2 separate regions of the Mus musculus genome follow, and region 2 is linked to region 1. The links are chromatin contacts, called in public HiChIP or PLAC-seq maps. All regions are on one chromosome and are shown on one strand. The core of a region is the stretch at or near the end of the contact, and the rest is flanking DNA. Distances in the headings are between cores, read along the strand shown. Region 1 holds the start of Edn1 (endothelin 1). Region 2 has its middle 51 kb from the start of Edn1.

Region 1 (4,077 bases), core at 282-2,781:
CCAGCTCTTAGTCCAGAGTCTCCTAAGGGACAGAGTTCTTAGTGACCTAAAGCTGCTGCTGCTGCTGCTGCTGCTGCTGCTGTGTCTCCCCTACTGAGATTCCCAGAGAGGTCACTAGGCCTAAGCATGTCTCTGTCCACAGCGTGGGTATTGCTATCAAGTCTGCCTTTTGATTGTAGAGGTGAAGAAATAAATGGTTGCATGGACTGGATTGAGTCTATTTTGGCCTCTACTCCCAGGGAAAACTGAAGTCAAACAAGACGGGATGAAGAAGGGACCTTTGTGGTAGCATCCTAGGGAAACCACTCTGCGTGGATCCTGTGTGTTGTTTCCAGCTTATGGGCATTCCGGGAGCTTGTTGAAAAAAGCCAACGTGTTTTCTGTGTGTTTTGCTTTATTCATGAAGACATGTTGTCACTTGTGCCTTAATAACCCATGGACACCTGGGGGAGGGAGTCTTTCATGGTAAAATAGACAGGAAACTGTTTGGAAAATGTAAACACGTTATTAAAGGGTGAGGTATGATCTGATGCACATATTCAGCATCGGCAGTCCTTCCCTCCCCACACCCCCCTTGTAGCTTTCTAATCAAGCACAGACCGCAGGTTTGCCCGAGTAAAGAAGCAAAGTGATGTGGAGGAGACTCTGGAAAGTCGGGGAAGGGAATAATGGAATGCCCTGAAGCCACCTCTCTTTAGTATGTGAGGCGCCCCTTCTCTGCCTGGCCACAGCTTGTTACTAATCATTTAGAAGCCGAGGCTTTAGTTGTTTTATCTTATTAAAGCATAAGCCCCTGCAGCTCTCCATCTCCCCCTGGCGGTCGTCTCTGCCATTTCTCAAGATCCTTCGCGATAGCAGCAATTCCCAGGGAGAGGCTGGGCACAAGAAATATTGGAGGGCGAGTGTGTGTGTGTGTGTGTGTGTGTGTGTGTGTGTGTGTGTGTGTACGTGTACTTCTGATCGGCGATACTAGGGAGATAAGGATGTACCTGACAAAACCACATTGTTGTTGTTATCATTATTATTTAGTTTTCCTTCCTTGCTAACTCCTGACGGAATCTTTCTCACCTCAAATGCGAAGTACTTTAGTTTAGAAAAGACTTGGTGGAAGGGGTGGTGGTGGAAAAGTAGGGTGATCTTCCAAACTAATCTGGTTCCCCGCCCGCCCCAGTAGCTGGGATTCAAGAGCGAAGAGTGGGGATCGTCCCCTTGTTTGATCAGAAAGACATAAAAGGAAAATCAAGTGAACAATGATCAGCCCCACCTCCACCCCACCCCCCTGCGCGCGCACAATACAATCTATTTAATTGTACTTCATACTTTTCATTCCAATGGGGTGACTTTGCTTCTGGAGAAACTCTTGATTCTTGAACTCTGGGGCTGGCAGCTAGCAAAAGGGGAAGCGGGCTGCTGCTCTCTGCAGGTTCTGCAGCGGTCTCTGTCTAGTGGGTGTTTTCTTTTTCTTAGCCCTGCCCCTGGATTGTCAGACGGCGGGCGTCTGCCTCTGAAGTTAGCCGTGATTTCCTCTAGAGCCGGGTCTTATCTCTGGCTGCACGTTGCCTGTGGGTGACTAATCACACAATAACATTGTTTAGGGCTGGAATAAAGTCAGAGCTGTTTACCCCCACTCTATAGGGGTTCAATATAAAAAGGCGGCGGAGAACTGTCCGAGTCAGAAGCGTTCCTGCACCGGCGCTGAGAGCCTGACCCGGTCTGCTCCGCTGTCCTTGCGCGCTGCCTCCCGGCTGCCCGCGACGCTTTCGCCCCAGTGGAAGGGCCACTTGCTGAGGACCGCGCTGAGATCTAAAAAAAAAACAAAAAACAAAAAACAAAAAAACCCAGAGGCGATCAGAGCGACCAGACACCGTCCTCTTCGTTTTGCATTGAGTTCCATTTGCAACCGAGTTTTCTTTTTTTCCTTTTTCCCCACTCTTCTGACCCCTTTGCAGAATGGATTATTTTCCCGTGATCTTCTCTCTGCTGTTCGTGACTTTCCAAGGAGCTCCAGAAACAGGTAGGCGCCACTTGCGAATCTTTCTACTTCAGCGCAGCGCAGTTATCGCTTCTGTTTTCCACTTTTCTTTCTTTCTTTTCTTTCATTCTTTCCTTTTTATTTATTTTTTTAATTACTGAAGCTCCAGCAGCAAGTGCCTTACAATTAATTAACTTCTGTGTGAAGCGAAAGAAATAAAACCCCTGTTTGAATACAACTGACTACAACCGAGTATCGCATAGCTTCAAAATAACGTTGTAGCAGTACAGCTGAAGCAAAAATCTATTTTGAAATAAGTGTGTTTAGGGTTGCACGGTTCATTTAGGGGCTTATTCAAACGTTGTCTTGATAGTGCGCTAATGTGTAAAATATTGAAACACTCCAACTTAAAGCCAAGGAATTTTATTCGGGTCATGCAGGCACACCGTGAGCAGGGAAATCACCTGCCGATCAACCATGCGCTGAATAACCCCGCAGGCGGTTTCAGGGCGAAGCACATGCTTTCTTTAAAATTTGTCACTATTGACTTAAGGTTTCATTTGGCAGGTTTTTGGCATCTTCAAACACTGTGAGCTCTATTGCAGTTGTATTCACCTGTCCTGGGAGGGGAGCCGGGATCATTCCTGCCTGATTAAGGAATTAGACAGTACGGGCCACAGCTGGTTCTTTTCTCCTCCCATCCTGTTTTTTGAGGGTCAGTGCCCTCTTTTTGTCTTTTCATGACCCTAAGCAAAGAGAAAGGATGTCAAAAGGGTGAAAGCCCTGGAATGTGTCTGATCGTTTGGAATGAACAAAATCGAGCAGATAAACTGCGCGGCGATGCTGTGTTGGGCCAGAGGGAGGTGTCAAGTCCCACAGCAAGCTGTGCTGCCCAAAGATTCTGAATTCTGAACCCACGGGGTACTTTCCCTGGGTTCCCTGAGCAGCTGTACCTTCTCTTCCGTCAGTGGCAACTTGTCTCCCACCTGAAGTGAATATTGTAAAGTTAGTTTCTTTTCGGTGTCCAGGCATTTTCTGAAAGTTTTTGCTTTCTGTCTATTATAAAAAGGCACCCATATGCCACCTAGACTGGTCTGTGCCCCTACACACGCTGGAATGGGGTGGAAACCCCTAAAGAGTTTATCCTGAGTAGGGAACATGTCTCCATAGCCAGGAATAGGCAGTCTATATTATTTGCTGGTGGCCACCTGTCAGTTTAATCTATGGGAGTTGTGCCATTCTATGTCTCAGGTATGGACTCCCTCAAAATTCCACCAGACAGTATCTACTTCAAAGCGGCTTCAGAAGGCTGGGGAGTCCTTTCCTCTCTCTCTCTCTCTCTCTCTCTCTCTCTCTCTCTCTCTCTCTCTCTCTCTCTCTGTGTGTGTGTGTGTGTGTGTGTGTGTGTGATCTCCCTGCAGGTGGATAAGCCAGCCAGGGTAAGGGTGAAGTCCTGTTAGGCACGGAGAACAAAGGAAGCTCTTTTCTTTCTGTTTGTGTTTCTGGCTAAAGGCAGTTTTATGCCTTGTCTGCTTCTATTTGCGCTGCTAGATCTGACCTGAATACTAGGGTGCAGGTGCTTGCTCTGGACGCCTGAAGAAAGATATTACTACCAATCTGACCCTCTCTTCTCTTCACAGCTGTCTTGGGAGCCGAACTCAGCACCGGAGCTGAGAATGGAGTGCAGAGCCCCCCTCCCAGCACACCCTGGAGACCCCGCAGGTCCAAGCGCTGTTCCTGTTCTTCCTTGATGGACAAGGAGTGTGTCTACTTCTGCCACCTGGACATCATCTGGGTCAACACTCCCGAGTGAGTCTCTAGAGGGCATTGTAACCCTAGCCATCTCTTACTACTGGGGCTTTCTGGAGCCTGGAGAGCCCAGGCTGGAGTTTCTGTTCTGGGAAGCTTCTGTCTTTAGCGTTTCTGAAGACAAAAAACCGTGGCTCCCAAGGGAAACCCTGCTGACTGAGACAGGTCAGCTTAGTGGTAGCAATCTTGGAGAGTGTCTTCTGAGAGGCTGGGGGTAAGGGAGAGTCAGGCTGCTTCCTGTGGGACAGATCAGATTGGCTGAGGACAAGCAGGACGGGGCTATGCATTTAAAGACA
Region 2 (4,293 bases), core at 542-3,041, 50 kb after region 1:
TTTCCTTTCTTTCCTTCCTTCCTTCCTTCCTTCCTTCCTTCCTTCCTTCCTTCTCTCTCTCTCTCTCTCTCTCTCTCTCTCTCTCTCTCTCTCTCTCTGGTTTTTCGAGACAGGGTTTCTCTGTGTAGCCCTAGCTGTCCTGGAACTCACTCTTTAAATCAGGCTAGCCTCAAACTCAGAAATCTGCTTGCTTCTGCCTCCCAAGTGCTGGGATTAAAGGCATGTGCCACCACTACCCGGCTTCTGACTTTGCCACCAGACTTCATGAACAAACATGTCTGGGCTCTTTGCTAGAAAGTTCTTAGGTGTACACGTCACTTGGGTTTAAAACAAATGCTACCGTTTAACAATTTTCTGTTTCAAGTCTCTAAGTATTCTTTGTGCATGGAAACAGAAGCCTTCAGACTTCGAAGTTATATTGTGAAGTTGACCCACCTTTTGGTGGCATAGGTCCTATATTTTATCTGGTGTCCTAGGTCCCATATTTTATCCATCTCTTTGCCTTTCTGGGACCCACCAGCCCAATTCAAACCAAAGCATGTTCATAATCAGAGAACCTAAAGTAACTGTTAGTATGTTAAGAAGGTCACTATGTGGTTTCTTCCAACGAATGCTGTCACAGCTGTTATCCTTATGAAGGGAAAGACAGTGGAAGTGGAAGTCCTGAGGTGGGTAGAAGAAGCATTTATTGAGTGCCTATGATCTATGCTGTGCACATGATCCATGACAGTCTTTGAAGCAACTCTACAGGAACAAGACTTCTTTCATTTTACCAAAGAGGAAACCAGAGTGAACTCTCTATGTGTGATGTTGCAGCTTGTGTAGCTTCTGGACTTCATTCTAAGGCTCCTAGTTCATCAAGACCCAGGAATATAATGGCAACATTTTGGGGCTGCTTTCAGGAAGCAGAGGAGATGAGAATAAAGAATTGAAAACTTTGCCCCAAGCTCTGAACAGAGCTCTGCTCTTTGTAGACATTTTAGACCTAGCCCTGAAATTTCAAAATCAAAACTGCTGCCAACTCCAAAAATTTCTACACAACATCATGATGCTACAAGAAGAAAATTTCATAGGGTGAAATCTCAGTCTCGTTCACAAAATTATTAAAGTTGATTGCTTGAAATGAATCGAAGAGTATGTTTGTAAAGCATATACAGAAAGAGGGGTTCTTGCTTAGACTTCCATAGGATTACCCAAGATGGCTCATCAGACACGTGCAAATAGTCCAAAAGCTGAAACAAATACTTCTGGTCACAAGAATTTTGGATAACCAATCTATATTGGATGTTAGGCCCTCTTTGGCTATATCTGATCTATAAGAGATTCTGCCTTAAAAAGCAACAATAAGAAACACTGTAGTATACGCAGAGATGGCCCCTTAACTCAGTCATTAGAGATGGGACCATTTCAAATACCCAGGCAATGTGGGAACTATTAGAGGGTCAGTGGTCTTTAAGATACTTCAAAGTAGATGCCCTTGTTTTCCTGGCTCCTCTACAGGTAACTGATGCTGCTGGATTCTCTGTCTGCAAGGGCTGCTCTTTGTACCCCAAGCATCCTCCTCTTAGAAGGCTATTTCCCAGCACCCTTGCCACCCTCCAGGCTGAGTTATTTGTCCTCACCTGTGTGGTCTCCTTGGGCATCCCTCCATCACAGTGTGCCATCACGGAGCACTAATTGTTGATTTACATGTCCCTCCCACTCTCGTTCTGTGTCTTTTCATCTTTACACCCTCCAAGCATAACAGAGTGTCTAGCTCATACCGGAGGCATCATAAATATTTGCTATGTGAGTCAGTGCAAGAATGTGTGGCCGTGTAAGAGGCTGGTGTTGGGTGTAGGACAGGGTTGGGGCCAGGATGTCGTGCATTCAGTAAAAAGTGGGACAGGACTGCATAAACCTGTGCACGTATCAAGGACTGGGAGCTCCCCTGAGTTCCTACATAGGCTTTGAATTGTGACCAATTGAAGAGTAAAATCCTAATTAGCTCTTCTCGTAAGTATAACCCAGATCATTCTTCCTCAACCTGCCTCGTGGACAGAGAGGCCCAGGATCATTCTCTCTGATGTACTTTTCAACACTGACTGCAAAGTGGGTTTGCTTCTTTCGTTTTCACTTTCTTTTTACTGCTGTTTCATCTTTAGTTGTAGACATAGCTCTCCTCTGCTGTACACAGAGCCCCAAAGAATAAGGAGCCTTCCCCGAGCATGGGAGACCTCTATAGCTGAGCGCCATGGGTTTCTGGCAGACAAATCCCATGAAACTGCATACAATGCCAAGAATATGAAAGCAAGAATGCTCTCCTGTTAGAGCTGCAAGCTCAGGGGATGAATTCCTGCCTGCCTTAGCTTAAATAGTCCATCTGCAGAGGAGGCATCAAAGACGGGAGCCTGGGAACAAAGGGTTAACAGTGTCTGTGTTTGCTCTGGCATGAAGGGACACATGCAAGCTTTTAGTTGTTTCTTAATGATCCTTTGTTGTCAGAGACTCTGCAGGATCTTCCATGCTCTAGGCTCACACAGTGGCCATGGCTTCCTATTTTATCCCCCTCTATTCCCCTATTGCTTCTGTCCTACAGTAATGTTGAAAAGTTCCCATGAACCTGTTCTCTTGTCACCAATATTTCTTATCAAGAATATTGAGATTATCTATGTTGAAAATGAACCTGAGCCAGGCGTGGTGGCACACGCCTTTAATCCCAGCACTGGGGAGGCAGAGGCAAGCGGATCTCTGAGTTTGAGGCCAGCCTGGTCTACAGAGTGAGTTCCAGGACAGCCAGGGCTACACAGAGAAACCGTGTCTTGAAAAAAACAAAAAACAAAAAAAAGGCAAAACAAAACAAAACAAAACAATAAAAATAAAAAAAAAAAGAAAAAAGAAAAAAGAAAAGAAAATGAACCTGAGATTGATTTCCAACCCACTCTTTCCATGCATACCATGGGAACTTTGGGTTGCCTGAGATCACAAGCACGATGCTTGTATGGGTTATAGTTCTCGCTATGCTTCGTTGATTAGGGAGTAATGAGAAGAAAAAAGTCTGAATGTTAAAAACAGAAGCAACTATTGCAGGACTATATTAGTCCTTTTTTATTATTGTTGTTGTTGTTGAAATTATTAAATTCCTAACAAGAAGCAGTTGATGGAAGGACACTTCTACTTGGGCTCACAGTTTGAGGGTACTGTCCAGCATGTCCAGTAATGGTACTTTTCATAGGGTGATAGATGTCGCTCTTCACTGTGACAAGAGAAACACTCAAAGTTGCTTGCTTGCACCTGGGTGCACCAGGAAACAGAGAGATGATGGAATCAGGCCCAGCTATAAATCTCTACTCCCACTAACATACTTGCTTCAGCTAGGCTCCAACTTGAAACAGCACCAAGCAGAATAGGTCCTATGGTATTGGTGGGAATGCCTGTTTGGTTTTGAACAGGGACAAGGGGCTAAGGTGCATATTTTAGATATCAAAGCAGACTTGGCACCCAGGTTTTCCCAGCATCTCTCAGTCCCTACCTAGCATACTCTGCCCACAACAACCCGGAACTTTCCTCCCAAGGGCTGAGCCACCCTTCCCCCAGAGGATCCCCTATATAATTCAGGCATTTTGAGCGCGCGCGCTCTCTCTCTTCTTCATCTCTCTCTCTCTCTTCTCCATCTCTCTCTCTTTTCTCCATCTCTCTCTCTTCTCTCTCCTCTCTCTCTCTCTCTCACTCTCTCTCTCTTCTCTCTCTCTCTCTCTCTCTCTCTCTCTCTCTCTCTCTCTCTCTCTCTCTCTGCCTCAATCCTTGGGGTCAGTGAACTCACTCAAGAGCAGCTTCCCAATAAACGTACCTTTCATATATCCTAATCTGGCTTGCATTGGCTCATTTTGCTGCTGGAGAAATAACTTCATTTCATGCCCTGATCATCACTGCAGATGCCCTAACCTTATACACGGATCATTTACAGCAGCAGTTCTCAATCTGTGGGTCACATCCCCTATGGGATCGAATGACCCTTTACAGGGGTCACTTGAGACCATTGGAACACATAGATATTTACATTCCAGTTAATAACAGTAGCAAAATTACCACTGTGAAATAGTAACGAAAATAATTTTATGTTTTGGGGTCACCACAGCATGAGGAACTGCATTAAAGGGTCACAGCATTAGGAAGACAGAGAACCACTGAACTGTGAGGCTGCTCTCATCTAATGTCCCAGTCACCTACAGGGATGCTCCAATTTCATGCCTCTGTCATCTGGATTGGGCAGCATGTATAGGATCAAAATGGAACAAATCTCAATATGAATAG

What was found. HiChIP or PLAC-seq counts read pairs in DNA pulled down with a chosen protein or histone mark.
Region 2: a FOXA1 HiChIP or PLAC-seq map of pancreatic cancer cells shows a contact between it and region 1, with 4 times the contacts expected there. The contact joins the enhancer-like site here to the promoter of Edn1 in region 1. A contact is called at or near these places in 1 of 39 promoter capture datasets (macrophages), 12 of 484 Hi-C or Micro-C datasets (the AML12 cell line, the HL-1 cell line, LSK cells and 5 more), 5 of 115 datasets of contacts at active chromatin or transcription factors (bone marrow-derived macrophages, embryonic fibroblasts, embryonic stem cells and 2 more) and 2 of 9 other capture datasets (adipose tissue and liver).

What each region holds. Positions count from the first base shown.
Region 1 is chr13:42,299,945-42,304,021 of GRCm38.p6, forward strand. It overlaps Edn1 (endothelin 1), which reads left to right and starts at 1,532. Exons shown (of 5, transcript NM_010104.4): 1 at 1,532-2,014; 2 at 3,613-3,781. The coding sequence starts at 1,951.
Region 2 is chr13:42,350,075-42,354,367 of GRCm38.p6, forward strand. No RefSeq gene overlaps it. Among named protein-coding and RNA genes, the nearest start is that of Edn1, 51 kb to the left of the region's middle. Within about 2 kb of position 1,792, at least 36 of the 459 cell types and tissues checked have an H3K27ac peak or open chromatin away from gene starts, as enhancers often do. A contact at or near this core is called in the HL-1 cell line, embryonic fibroblasts and pancreatic cancer cells, where this site is marked.